2 separate regions of the Callithrix jacchus genome follow, and region 2 is linked to region 1. The links are chromatin contacts, called in public Hi-C maps. All regions are on one chromosome and are shown on one strand. Each heading gives the region's core, a stretch centred on a gene start, on an enhancer-like site or on the middle of the called end of the contact. The rest is flanking DNA. Distances are from core to core; before and after follow the strand shown. Region 1 holds the start of STIM1 (stromal interaction molecule 1). Region 2 overlaps STIM1 (stromal interaction molecule 1).

The links. Hi-C and Micro-C count contacts between places; a contact is called where the count stands out from the background.
Region 2: a Hi-C map of skeletal muscle shows a contact between it and region 1, with 11 times the contacts expected there. The contact joins the enhancer-like site here to the promoter of STIM1 in region 1. A contact is called at or near these places in 3 of 3 Hi-C or Micro-C datasets (induced pluripotent stem cells and skeletal muscle).

What each region holds. Positions count from the first base shown.
Region 1 is chr10:69,281,476-69,288,121 of calJac240_pri, reverse strand. STIM1 (stromal interaction molecule 1) reads right to left here and starts at 3,648. Exons shown (of 14, transcript XM_078340350.1): 1 at 2,915-3,648.
Region 2 is chr10:69,512,696-69,519,382 of calJac240_pri, reverse strand. STIM1 (stromal interaction molecule 1) reads right to left here. Exons shown (of 14, transcript XM_078340350.1): 7 at 3,967-4,144. Among named protein-coding and RNA genes, the nearest start is that of RRM1, 28 kb to the left of the region's middle. Within about 2 kb of position 5,147, at least 3 of the 16 cell types and tissues checked have an H3K27ac peak or open chromatin away from gene starts, as enhancers often do. A contact at or near this core is called in skeletal muscle, where this site is marked.

The DNA of each region.
Region 1 (6,646 bases), core at 2,399-4,898:
TGCCAGAAGGAAAGCAACATTCTCTGGCCCTGCCTAGCTCTCTTTTAACAGGGCAGGACCTGAGAAGATGGAGGAAGTCCAAGACTTAAGCACCAGAGATCTGCCTATAAGAAAGACCAAGCACAGGACCCAATTTCTTCACCCATAAAAATGGGGACAATACCACCTGTCCTGCATGGTAATAGCAATATTGTGAGACGCTGTTGGAAAAATAGCTGTGTGATTGTAAAATATAAACTGTAGAAAACACACAAATTGACTGGGTATGCTGAATCTGATTTTTAAAAGTAGTAGCTTTAAGAGCAAGTAAAACTCCTCCTGTGTTCTAGGGATAGAGTCTGGAAAGGATGCAAGAGTTCCTAGCTGCATAGAAAGTTTCTCTCCAAACTCTTTTGCGGATCCCAGTCTATATGAACCACCTCTTTGCAAAAACAAGTCCCTCTTTGAGTCAAAGACAAAATCCCAGGCAGACCGAAGGGGAAAACCTACCATAACAATAGCGCTGGCACCCCCAGGTTTCCACGAACCTTAGCCATTCACAGCACCCAGGGTCTCTCTCAGACTTTCCTCCCTGGAATTCACTATTATTGTGACAACAGAAACCAGTTTTTAAACTGAGCAAGAGTAGGCCTAAGTGGTATAATCAACATAGCCAGACCTCTTAAATATATGTTGTGTGGGCCAGGCACGGTGTCCCAGCACTTTGGGAGGCCGAGGCAGGCAGATTGCCTGAGCTCAGGAGTTTGCAACCAGCCTGGGTAACATGGTGAAACTTCATCTCTACTAAAATACAAAAAAAATTAGCCAGGCATGGTGGCATGTGCCTGTAGTCCCAGCTACTTGGGAGGCTGAGGCAGGAGAATTGCTTGAACCTGGGAGGTGGAGGTTGCAGAGGTGAGCCAAGATCGTGCCACTGCACTCCAACCTGGGCAATAGAGCAAGACTCCATCTCAAAAAAAAAAAAAAAGAAAAAAAGAAAGAAAAAGAAATACATGTTGTGTGAAGAATTGTCTCCAAAAGCTCAAGTCATGGGGTGGTCCCAAGGAAGGCTAGAATGTCTTTTTCTTCAGGCAAAAAAACAAAACAAAACAAAACTTTCCTAATAGCCAGCCAATGTCTAAAATTCAAAATTTCATCCCTTTAGCTTGTGTCTAAAATATAGAACACCCACTCCCCAGAAAATATTCATTTCATGTCAGGCACTTATATTTTGGAGTGAAAAAAGACATATTATCAGACATAAATAGGCATGTCACAGGGACAGCAAGAAATGATAATTCGGTCTACTTCACAGTTCAATCTACATTTGCCCAATGGTCTTTCCCTTCATAGCCTTATAAGAATCAAGCTTTGAGCCAGGTGTGAAGGGTCAAAGAGACTCTCTACAGAGAGACAGGATTAATAGGCAAGAAGAATGTATCTTTAAAGCAACAGCCAGGTATCCTACTTACACATGCGCACCCCTGGCCTCATTTGGAAAACAGCCTCCTTGGAACATCTGGAACTTAAAAGGGGTTTGCCCAAGAAAGGGTCTACCACCAAAGCCAGCTTCTGGATCCATCCATGAAACTCCCCACCGACCATGACCTATATTTCCTTTTCTTACTTGTATCAGCAGGTGCCCACTGAACTATCCCCTCATTTGAACTTGCTTACCTTCAGAAACAACTCATCTATAAACTCTCCCCACTCTGCAGGTCACAGCTTTAGGCGGATCACAGCAAAAAGATGAGAAAAATGGAAAAAGAGAACTGATTTTCTAAGCCTTATGTAAAATACCCGGATTTTAAGACAGTTCCTTGATGGGTACAGCAGCTCACACCTATAATCCCATCACTTTGGAAGAGATCCCTGCACAACATAGAGAGACTCTGTCTATACAAAAAATTAAAAATAGAAAAAAATGTTAGTCAGTCCCCCTGGGACTAAACACACTTATCTCACCAGGCCAGTGTTACTGGGAGACTGAGGCAAGAGGATCACTTGAATCCAGGAATTTGAGGCTATAGTGAGCTATGATCACACTAATGCATTCCAGCTTGGATGACAGATCAAGATCCTATCTCAAAAAAAAACAAAACAAAATATAAAAGTGTTCCTTTCTACTGCAAAAGTATACCAAGGCTCCTGCTGTCTCATAAGCCTTCACAACTGCACAGGGAAAACCATGACAGATCAAATGTAGCATGCATGGTTTCCCTAGCAAGTAGATTTAGGGGAAAAAAAACAAACAAACCTGTAGCATGGAATTCCCACCCTCATCAGTCAGAAAAAAACAGAATAAGTCAACAAGTGGTCCCAGGAATTATATCACGCTTATGTCAAGAAAAGGCCATTTAACACCCCAGTGGTAAATAGGATTCCATCTAAGGAACTGCCTGGATATTTTAAATGCGCACAGCCAAGAGACAAGACTACCTAAGGGAAGGGTGGGACTAGGGTTCCCACGGTTGTTGGAATAGGCACACCTGAACACCAGGCTTTCAGGCAACTGGGTGGCCCAGCCTTAACTTTCCCTTTCCAACATAAGTAGCCCCAACCTCCCCCATGCTGCTCAGTACTAGAACTAAGAGCAATGGATTTATCATCTCACCAGACCATTCTTCCAGACAAGTAGGCCTGAGATGGGGTCTTTCCTTGCTGATCTAAAAGGTCAAGGTGCCCCAAAGGCTTCCTCTTACTGCCAACAAAAAACATCCTGGCGGGGATGAGGAAAGTTGTTCGGGAGAGATAGAGACATTTGTCATGACTCCTAACCAAAAAGAACTTCTTGGACTGTTTGGAACAGGCAGTGCCATGTGTGGATCCTCCATGAACCTCACATGTACAAACCTAGGTTTCAACTTGCCCACTTCGGGCCACTCAGTTCTGAGCCAAAGACTCTAGCCCAGTCCAGCCCGCAGCAAGGCCTTACCTGCTGCAGTGGACTCCTCAGAGTTGGCCCCCGAGCTGGTTCCTGTCGCCTTCTCGCTGTGACTATGGCTGAGGCTCTGGCCCTGGTGCAGGAGGAGTCCCCAGAGGAGCCACAGGGCAAGACGGGAGCATATATCCATGACTCTAGGTCTCAGTCAACATGCGTCTGATGTGGACACCTTGGGATCCCAGAGGCAAAGTCAGGAGCCCGGGAGTGCAGCCGACGTCTCCAGGCAAGGCACCCTCGCCGCTCCGCAGCTGTCTACCCGCGGGCCGGCCCCCTCCAGCAGCCAAAGGTCAAGTGCTCCAAGTTTGAGTGCGGGAGGAGGGCTGGCTCCTCAGGTTCAATAGTGGGTCCGCAGGGGCTGCGGGCGGCCTGAGCTCGTGCCGCTTCCGGACAGTTTGGGCAAGGTGGCTGCGGGGACGCTGTCAGCTCCGCAGCCCGCTACACCCCTGCGTGAAGGGACGGCCGGGGTCTCCGCGGGCACAGGAGTTGGTGGAGGAGGATAGAGAAGAGAAGCGAGGCGAGAAGGGGGCACCTGACCTTGCCCTGCCGAAGGGAGGCGAGCCCCAGAAGCTGGGGAGGGAGTGCGACCCGCAGGGTCCCGCGGGCGCGGGCGGCTCCGGGATACTGGGCCTCCTAGGCCGAGGTCAGCGCCCCCGCCCAGTCCCGTGCCCAGGAGGCTGGCGGTGCCCAGGTCCAGCAGGCGGACGCGCACGGGCCAGGCCCAGGACAGCGGCTCCCAGGCAGGCGGGCGGGCAGCACGGGGCGGGCCCGGGGCGGGCGGGGGCGTGCTTTCCCGCGGGCCCGCCCCGCGCCGCCCGGCCCCCAGCGAAGCTCGGGCCCGCCCCAACCCCCGGCTGGATGCCGGAATAACTGGTGGTGACGGCCCCCTGGAGTCCCCAGCCCCCGGTGGGTTCTCTCGGACCCTGGGCTCGCACTAGTCGTTGCCAGGACCCCCCTCCCGCTCCAAGGACCAAGTCCCAGCCTCCCTTTCACCCTCCAGAGTCTCCCGCGCCAACCGCCGGCCGGCGGGTCCCTGACCCTCAGTTGCTCAGGTAACTCAGGCCTGCGGCGGCGGCGGCGGCGGCAGCGATAGCAGCCGCCCTGCCCCGATCTCCAGGCCGTGGTGCTGCTCCACTCGCCTCAGCTCTAGAGCCGGTCTGAACAGACTCCCGGGACACAACGGTAGCCTCCCAGGAGCCACCTGAGGCGACAACAGCCCGGCCCGCCTCGGCCCGGGGACGAGCTCCCAGCCCCCCAACTCCCGGCCAGTTCCCAGGCCCCGCCTTCCCGCCGCGTCTGACTACCAATCGGCTTCCGCCTCTCTGCGGCTTAGGAACCCGCGCTCTTTGTCGCCCATGCGCAGCGGCCCCTGGTGGGAGAATCGGCGAACTGCAGGCAGGACTTGCGCTCCTTGGAGGTCCTGCTCTTTTGCAAGAGGGTTGGGGAAGGAAGCTAGGACGCGCCCCGGGGGAGGCCCACTAGGACCACTGGGGCCTGCGAGTTTTTTTAAGAGGAAATTATGATGTCAGAAAGCAAAATGAAATGTCCAAAGCACTCTAGCTAAAATTCCTCTACACATTCTTTGAGTCTGAGCCAAAGGGTGCCATCTGTCTTCCTGACCACGCCTCCTCTCCCCTCCAAGCTAAGTGGGATGCCCTCCCTTAGCTCTCACAGCCCGTTTTCCTACCTGCCCCTCAAGCTCCTAGCCCTTTAAGGTTTTTTGGTGGGGCCTGTAAATGCTTCCTCCCTTCATCTCATTCTCCCAGCTACCTCTCTGTGTCGCTGGCTGGAGGTGTCAGCAACTTGAGAATGAGTGCGCCAGAGAGCCACGCCTAAGCCTCCTTCAACAAAGCCTGCACTTCCTGTTCTCAAGCGTGCTGTCAGCAGATCTGGACTGAAACCTCCTCTTTGCCCTACCCTGTCCTTGGCATCAAGGCAGGGGAAGGGATTATGCCCAGTCCCTCCTCTGACTGACAGTGCTAAACCAGCTACCTGTTCTGAGCAAGCCCTTTGAAGACTGGGAACACGGATTTGCCCAACAGCTGCCTGGCTTAAGGGTTAGGCGGTCGATATAAAAATACATGGCCAACGTCACCTACTACCACTCTCCCGGCTCTATTAAGCTCCTGTTACACTAGCTTTAAGTGCCCAAAGACGTCAGACTCAGCCACCTTACAGCCTTTGTAACTGCGGTTGCTTCTGCCTGAAACACTCTCCCCAGCTCCCAGTTCCTGATGTAGCTGGTCTCTCATTCTTCCAGATACAGCTCAATGTCTCTCCTTAGAAGCTTTTACTCTGCCCACACCTCCAAAATCAGTCTGTGGCCAAAACTGGACCATACACGTGTCTGCCCTTCCCTCCATAGATAGTGATTGCCACTTTTCAGAGGTCAGAGGCTGTGCCTCATTCATCTCTGTGACACTAGGACCCAGCCATAGACACTAGGACCCTGCACACAGTAAGTGCTCAGTAAAAGCTGGATGACATGAGTTAATTCATTTGAACACTCAAATACTAAAAACTAATAATCAATACCAGAACATTGGAAAATTGTCCAGAACAGTTGAACCCCTGACCTAGGTTTTACTAGACCTATTCTCTGAGCCAGGGGTCTTAAATTCAAATGGCAATGTGGGCAGTAGGTAATATGATTAAGAAAAGTAAGTGGAAGTAATGGGGAGTGGTGAGGACTGTGGAGAGCAGGCAGAAAGGTGGACCTAGTATTGCTGGAGTGTCATTAAGAGAAGATGGGGCTGGGTGCAGTGGCTCATACCTCTAATCCCAGCACTCTGAGAGGCCAAAGTGGGTGGATTACTTAAGCCCATGAGTTCAAGACCAGCCTGGGAAACATAGTGGGACCCTATCTCTACAAAAAAAAAAATTTTTTTTTTTAATTAGCCAGGAGTGGTACCTGGCGTCTGTGATCCCAGCTACTCAGGAGGCTGAGGTGGGATGATTGCTCAAATCCAGGAGGTCAAGGATGCAGTGAGCCATGATCACACCACTGTACTTCAGCCTGGGCAACAGAGCAAGACCCTGTCTCAATTTTAAAAAGAGAGAGAAGATGGAAATCTGGACTTTCATATTACATATCCTTTTTAAAAAATATTAGCAATTCACTTAAAAGGATAAAACCTTATATAGGCCACATAAAACATGTCTGCAGCCCAAATTAATCACTCAGACTGACAGTTCATCATTTCTACCTACCAGCTCTCCTGCCTGTGCATTCATTTGGCTAAGAGAACATGAAAGAAAAGAACAAAGTAAAGCATGTTTAACACAACTTCCTTCAAACTTGACTACAGCATTTCTTTTCACCACCATATGATTTCTTCGGGGTTATGGGCGCTTATCTATTTGGTACAACAAACAAATCTTAGAGACAGGAAGTCAGAGCCTCTTACCAATTTACACCAAGACCTTAAACCTCTTGGAGCCTGTCAAATTTCCTGTGACACTAAAATGGTGTCTAGGAACTAAAAATAGTTACTGTGATGTACCAATTCCAATTCTGGGTATATACCCAAAAAATGAAAGCAGGGTCTTGAAGAAAATTGTACACACCCATGTTCATAACAGCATTATTCACCACAGCCACAAGGTGAAAGCAACCCAAGTGTTTGTGGATGGATGAATGGATAAACAAAATATGGTATATACATACAATGAAATACTACTCAGCCTTAGGAAAGAAGGAAATCCTGACCATGCTACAACATGGAT
Region 2 (6,687 bases), core at 3,898-6,397, 230 kb before region 1:
TAGTGGGTAAGATCATAAGGGCATGAGTTCTAATCTAAACCTACCCTTGCACCACCACGAACATTCCCTCAGTTCACTGACAAAACCTTCCATCCAGCTAAATAAGCCTTCTCCCTTCCTCAATTCTTTCCTCCACATGGCTATCTATGTTAATCCACTCATTCATTCACCAAGTTCTTTTGAGGGCCTACTAAGTGCCAAGCCCTGTGCTAAGCCCTAAATATATGGCGATAAATCAGAAAGCTGTCCCTGCCACTGAAGAGCTCATTATTTACTCCAACAAAGACAAGTAAACAGATAACTGTACACAATGTGACAAATTCTATAATAAAAAGAGATATATATAATATATGATACGTATCATATATATATATATAAAATATATGCAGCAAGGGAAGAAGATAGGGGCAAAAAAAATACAAAAATATATGATATATATATATATAAGGTGTTGGGTACCCAAAAGATCGGGTAATCAGCTCTGCCTGCAAGCAGTCAGGGAAAGAGAGACTTGGGCTAGACCCAGAACAAAGACTGAGAGTTTGCTAATCCCTTTGGAAGAGAGAAAGAACTTTACTATCTGGTTTTCTAAGCAAAAACCACCAGGTTGCCAGGGGGCCAGATTAGGAGGGTGAAAGGATGGTGAAGAAGAGGTGAGTCATATCGCTTAGATTTGAGATACAGAAAAGAAAGGATAGACTACAGAACAAGAAGGACCCACAGAGAACACTGACCACTGAGTTAATTAAGTAGGTGAAACAGATAAAACAAACAGAACTCAATTTGTAAAAAAAACTCTCCAGAGCTATTAGTAGCAGAGACCTCAAAAGATATCATGGAACAAGCAAGGAGGTAAGAGAAGGAAATGTTAGGCTGCAAACTTCCCACAAATTGTAATCTGTCTTCTTTGTCCCTGAAGAGAAAGGGAGTTGAAATCCCTGAAAGTGAACACCAGATGGCACTATATGCATAGATAAAGACAAATCAGAGGCGCCATTTCCTGCCCCTATCTTCTTCCCTTGCTGCATATCCTCCTTTACTGTACGCTTCCATGACTCAACTGCATAAAGTTACACCATTAAGAATTCACTTCTTCACTGAAATATTGTCCTCTCTGAAGGCAGCCTCTTGAGAAAAGCCAATACTATAATATGGCTGTCCTTTATAATAGCAAGCTCCTTTAAAGTAGAATCGAGATTGACCCCCCTTTCATAGTCCCGATAAGGTCTGTTAGAGATGGAGATCAATAATTATTGTTGGGTGCAGAAATGAGAAAATAAGTATACAATTAAACACTGTTGTTGCCACTCCAAGGCAACAACAATTAGCACTTCAATTAGTCCTGGACCTAAGCAGTTGTGTGACTATGAACAAGTTTTGCCTGTTTTCTTCACAGCAAAATGGGAATCAAGATTCCTGCGTGCCTCAAATAATTATCTTGAAACTCAATGAAATCATAACTAGAATGTACATGTAGAATTATATTTATTCACACAAATTATCAGGAACTCTGTAATAAAGCTCTGTGACAGCTGGCAATGCAGGTCTGTTAATATAAGGAGGAAAAAGCTGGTGTGTGGGCTCTGGACACTCAATGGAGGATACATGTGTGCATGTGCCCAAGCCTGTCTCTAGGGGGACAAGGGGAAGGGTGTCTTTGTCTCTTTCTAAGTGTTGCAGTGGTCATTTAGCTCTGGAAGCCTTGGGGAGCATGGAGTGCTAGGAGCTTAGTTTTATCCCCAAACTTGGAATGTCTCCTGCCTAGATTCTTTTGCCTTTGGAATGGAAACAGTACATGTTTTTCAAACAAATGAGGTATGGGAACTGCTCAGACAGCAGCAGTTAGCCCCTAATTGGCAATGGGCCCAAGAACAAGGGGCCCAGCAGAGTAGCCAGGAATCAGCTTAGAGATTAGACCCCCCTTGCTCCCTAGAAGCCCAACCCATGGAAATAAGGCTACTACCTTAGTAAAGGTAGCACCCTGGAGTGTCAAAATTCCTAATTCACTACTTACTGATATGTGAGCCTGAGCAAAGCACTTACCCTCTCTGAGCCTTCATTTCCTCAACTCTAATAGTACCTACTTCAAAGAGCTGTAGTGATTAAAAGCAATAATGCTTTTAAGTATTTAATACCTGACTCACAAGAAGTCTTTTCCCACCCCTCCAAAGAAAATAGTGTCTATCATTTAAAAATAACACAATGACTGGGCACAGTGGCTCAGGCCTGTATTCCCAGCACTTTGGGAGGCTGAGGTAGACCTCTTGAATCAGAAGTTCAGGAAAAACCTGGGCAACACAGCAAGACCCATATCTACAAAAAAATTTTTAAAAATTAGCCGGGCATGGTGACATGCACCTGTGGTTCCATCTATAAAGGAGGTTAAAGTAGGAGGATCTCTTGACCCCAGGAGGCTGAGGCTACAGTGAGCTATATTCATGATATTGAACTTCAGCCTGGGCAACAGAGCAAGATCTTGAATCAAAAAAATAATAATAAATAGAAATAAATGCAAAGACAAGACTTCATTTCCTTTTACATGGATTCCTGCAAAGACTTCCCAACTAGAGTCCCTATGCTTCCAGAATTTTTCTAAAAGACAATCCTGAATAAGTCTCTCCTCTTCTTGAAAACAAACACCAAAAAAACCTGATTTGCTTTCTGCATCAAACTAACTTCCTCACATGCATCTTAAGGTCCCAGGGATCTGGCCCCACCCTTTACACTCAATCTTAACACCCAGGACCTCCCCACCCATCTTTCAAGGCCACCTCCTCAGAGTCCCACATCCACTCATCCACCTCTTTGTCTTTCTAGTCATTAGAGTTCTTATCCTATTAGCTGAGTCTGGAACTGAGTCTGTATTAAGTGTGCTCTCACAGCTGCTTCTTGTGGGTGTGTAAATTTTGTTTCCTCATGAACAGTGAATTTCTTCCCCCCACCCTTTTTTTTTTTTGAGATGGAGTCTTACTCTGTCACCAGGCTGGAGTGCAGTGGTGTGATCTCGGCTCACTGCAACATCCGCCTCCCGGGTTCAAGCTATTCCCCTGCCTCAGCCTCCCAAGTAGCTGGGACTACAGGTGCACACCACCACGCCCAGCTAATTTTTGTATTTTTAGTAGAGATGGGTTTTCACCATGTTGGCCAGGAGGGTCTCGATCTTTTGACCTCGTGATCCGCCCGCCTCGGGCTCACAAAGTGCTGGGATTACAGGTGTGTGCCACTGCGCCCGGCCCAGGAACAGTGAATTTCTTACAACTGCCATCATAAAACTGGTTCCTAGATGTCAGGAAGCACACTGACTGACTGACTGACTGACTGACTGACTGACTGGCACTCTTTTCACAGCCAAATCTTCCGCCATAGTTTTGAAGTCATATTTTATTTCAACGGAATCCCAGACCATCTGAGTTAGAAGTGTTCTCCAAGGAGAGTTTAGCATTCTCCTAGGTCAATCCCTTCATATTACCAATGAGGACATAAGTCCTGGGAGGGAAAGAGATTTAACCAAAGTCATACAGCAAGTCAGTGTTGATCAGATTTAGATTCCATGTAAGAAAGAACTAAGGACAGTAAGAAGGAAGGTCTGTGAAGTTTCTTTGGGGAACAGTAAAGAACAATTAATTATATCTATTTATATGCTAAGAGAAGCAGTCCAGAGACAGGATGAAGTTAGAATGACCTCCTAACAAATGATGGGAAGCTCAAGACCTCTGGCAGCTACACATTCCTCCCTCTGAAGCTAAGAAGCAAAAAAGATAGAAACAAGCTTCTTCCCAGGAGGAATAACTGCCCAGGATAATTGGAATATCACCCTAGAGTTGCAATACACTTTTGGAAGGATGACACAGCCTGGGCTGCCATGTTGGCAAGGTCTCAGGGTCCGAGTGGCTAATACCCAGGTGGAAATGGGAGGTTCCCAAGAGATGGCAGGGCCTTACCTTTCCTGGAGGGGCAGGGCCTTACCTTTCCTGAAGGTCATGCAGACTCTGCTCAGCTCGGTGTAACCCCTCCAAGTCTTTCATCATCTTCTTCATGTGCTCCTTGGAGTAGCGGTTCTGGATATAGGCAAACCAGCAGCCGCCCACACCAATAACGATAGACACCACCAGCATAAAGTCCTTGAGGTGATTATGGCGGGTCACTGCCAGAGAGGGGAGGACATGGTGAGTCAGGGTGCCCACTGCACACTTAGCCTTGCAAACTCCACTGCATCCCTCCTCTATGAAGCCCTCCATGACAGACACACTTTCCCACTGAGGAGGATTTAGTTTCTCTTCTTAGACACATACTTGCCATACACTATTATAGTAAGCTCTGTGTCTGTCTCTCTGCTAGCCAAGGCTTTGTTTAGAAATGAGAAGCCTTATAGCAATACGAAATGCTTATTAAATCACACTTCCATAAGATGCAGTGAAGACGAGAGAACCAGTGCCTTCTCAATATACCTCAGCCATCTCTCGGCTAGGATGAGCCCATATGCCCAGATGTAGTGTCTTCCGTCCTACAGGGTAGGCAATTCTTAAGTGCTACAGCAGGTAAATGGAGATGGCTGGTATAAAGGATATAAAGCAACGTCACCAGAGCCTCAGGTCTGGCTATAGGACTGAAATCACTATAGGAACTAGGTCTCCTGGACTACCAGGCCATTCTTGGCACAGATCAGGGAAAGGTCCAGAAGTCTCAACCAATGGAGAACATTTCTAGGCTATTGTAAAATCCAGAGACTAGGTAGAACAGGATAGCATCAAGAGATTGGTATGATGAGACATTATACCTATCAACAATTGAGGGCCAGTGCTATTTCCAGAGAACACCTGGTAGCAATTCAGTGAAGCACAAGGGCCCCAGCCATCAGTTGGGATTCAAAGAACGCCCAGTGTCCAGAGCAAAACTTAAATGCTAAACAAAAAAAAGACACCAAAAGATAAAAAGCAAAAGCCATATCCTAAAAACTTAGCCAGTCAGGACAGAGGCACTTCTGAAACTAACATTGTTCCTGGTGTACCAGATCTGGGCTCTGTGCCACAGCACAAGAGACTTGAAAGGGGCATTATAAGGAGACGGCTGTCAGGAGACAGAAATTCTCTGTCTAGGTCGTGCTGTGGGCTCAGAGGAGCCCTAGATGTGAGAGTCAGGGAAAGAGGAAAAAAAGAGTTTTTGCCAGGGCTAATGACATAACTGTGTACAGTAAGTTGCCCTTAGACAGCTAAGGAGGAGGTAAGACTGGCATGATCCTTGGACAGAGTAAGGATATGGGGCCGGTGGAAATCCAAAAGGACCCAGGTAGAGCCACCAAGTTAAGGGAGGGTCAAGACACCAGAAAAAGAAACCATATGATACTGATGCCCATATTTGACAAAAAGAGTTAATATTATAGCTCCTTACAGAAAGGCTAAACAGCAGAAAATGAGGATGAGATGGGACCAAAGACAGATTAACACATCCTATTTCCACTCAAGGGAGGGGAGTTACTAGGTCAGAGTGGTGGCCATGTCACTCATATGTTTATTCCAGGCTCTCTGAAAGAAAACTGAGGGTCCTCTAGTGGCTATCCCCTAGCCTCCAGGCAGGCTACAAGTCTAGCCATACTCAAGCCCTCACTCTCCTGTCTTTCAGGTTCCAAGAGGAGATATTTCTGCAGCACAGTGAGTTGCCTTCCTTTCTAGAACATACCTGCCTCCTCCACAACCACTACCAGAGCCTGGGGTACTCTTCGTCTCCCCTATTTGTTAAGGACTTTTAATCTTTGTTTCCTAGGGTTTCTCAACTTCAATATCCCCTTTATATTCTTACCAAAAGTCAACGGTATCCTTGTTCAAACAAGACTCCATGCAACAAGCACCTTCCCCTATTCCAATACTTCAGAGTACTTAAGGTGGGCATGCAAATTGGGCCCAGTAATTTCATTTGGTTTCTTATTCTACCTTATCCAGGTCAATTTGGAATCAGATCTATTATTTTTCCCAGCTTCATATTCTCATCCAAGTCATGAATAAGAATACTGAATAACCAAGGCCAAGGATAAGGTCTAACAGTGAGTCCCTCCCTCTAAGGTAATATTGTTTCTATCACCTATCAGTACCCACTGGATTCCTCCAACCAGTTTTGACTCTACTTAAATATACAAATATCCATCCTATCCAATCCTCTGCCTTGTCAAATGCATAGCTAAAGTCCAGAAATATTACAGGCCACATCCATGAGCTACCAAGCCTGGTAGGAAGAAGATGCGTCTAACATGGTTGATTTACTCTTTAAGGTTCCTAGTGATCATCACTGGACTATATATGCCAGTGCACAGTGTATAACATCAACCAGCATACAGAAGTCATTCAATAAATCTTAGAAGGATTGATTCTTTACTAACAAGCTTCAAGTACAATAATATCTCCCTTCCCTTAATCCATACAAAAAAGGAAGGGAAATAGAGAAAATATAAAACCTATCAGGAATTTATATTCATCATTTCTTATCCTCACAACTACTAGGTAAAATAGGTTATTAGTATTCCCATTCTGTAGACCAAAAAACTGAGATTCTGTAAGGGATACTGACTTGCTAGAGTTCATAAAAAGTGACACAGCTGGGTTTAAATCCAGATTTACCCAACTACATTGTCTTTCTGCTACACCACACTTCCTCATTACAACTTTCATATTCACACAGCAAATATTGTTTCTGTTT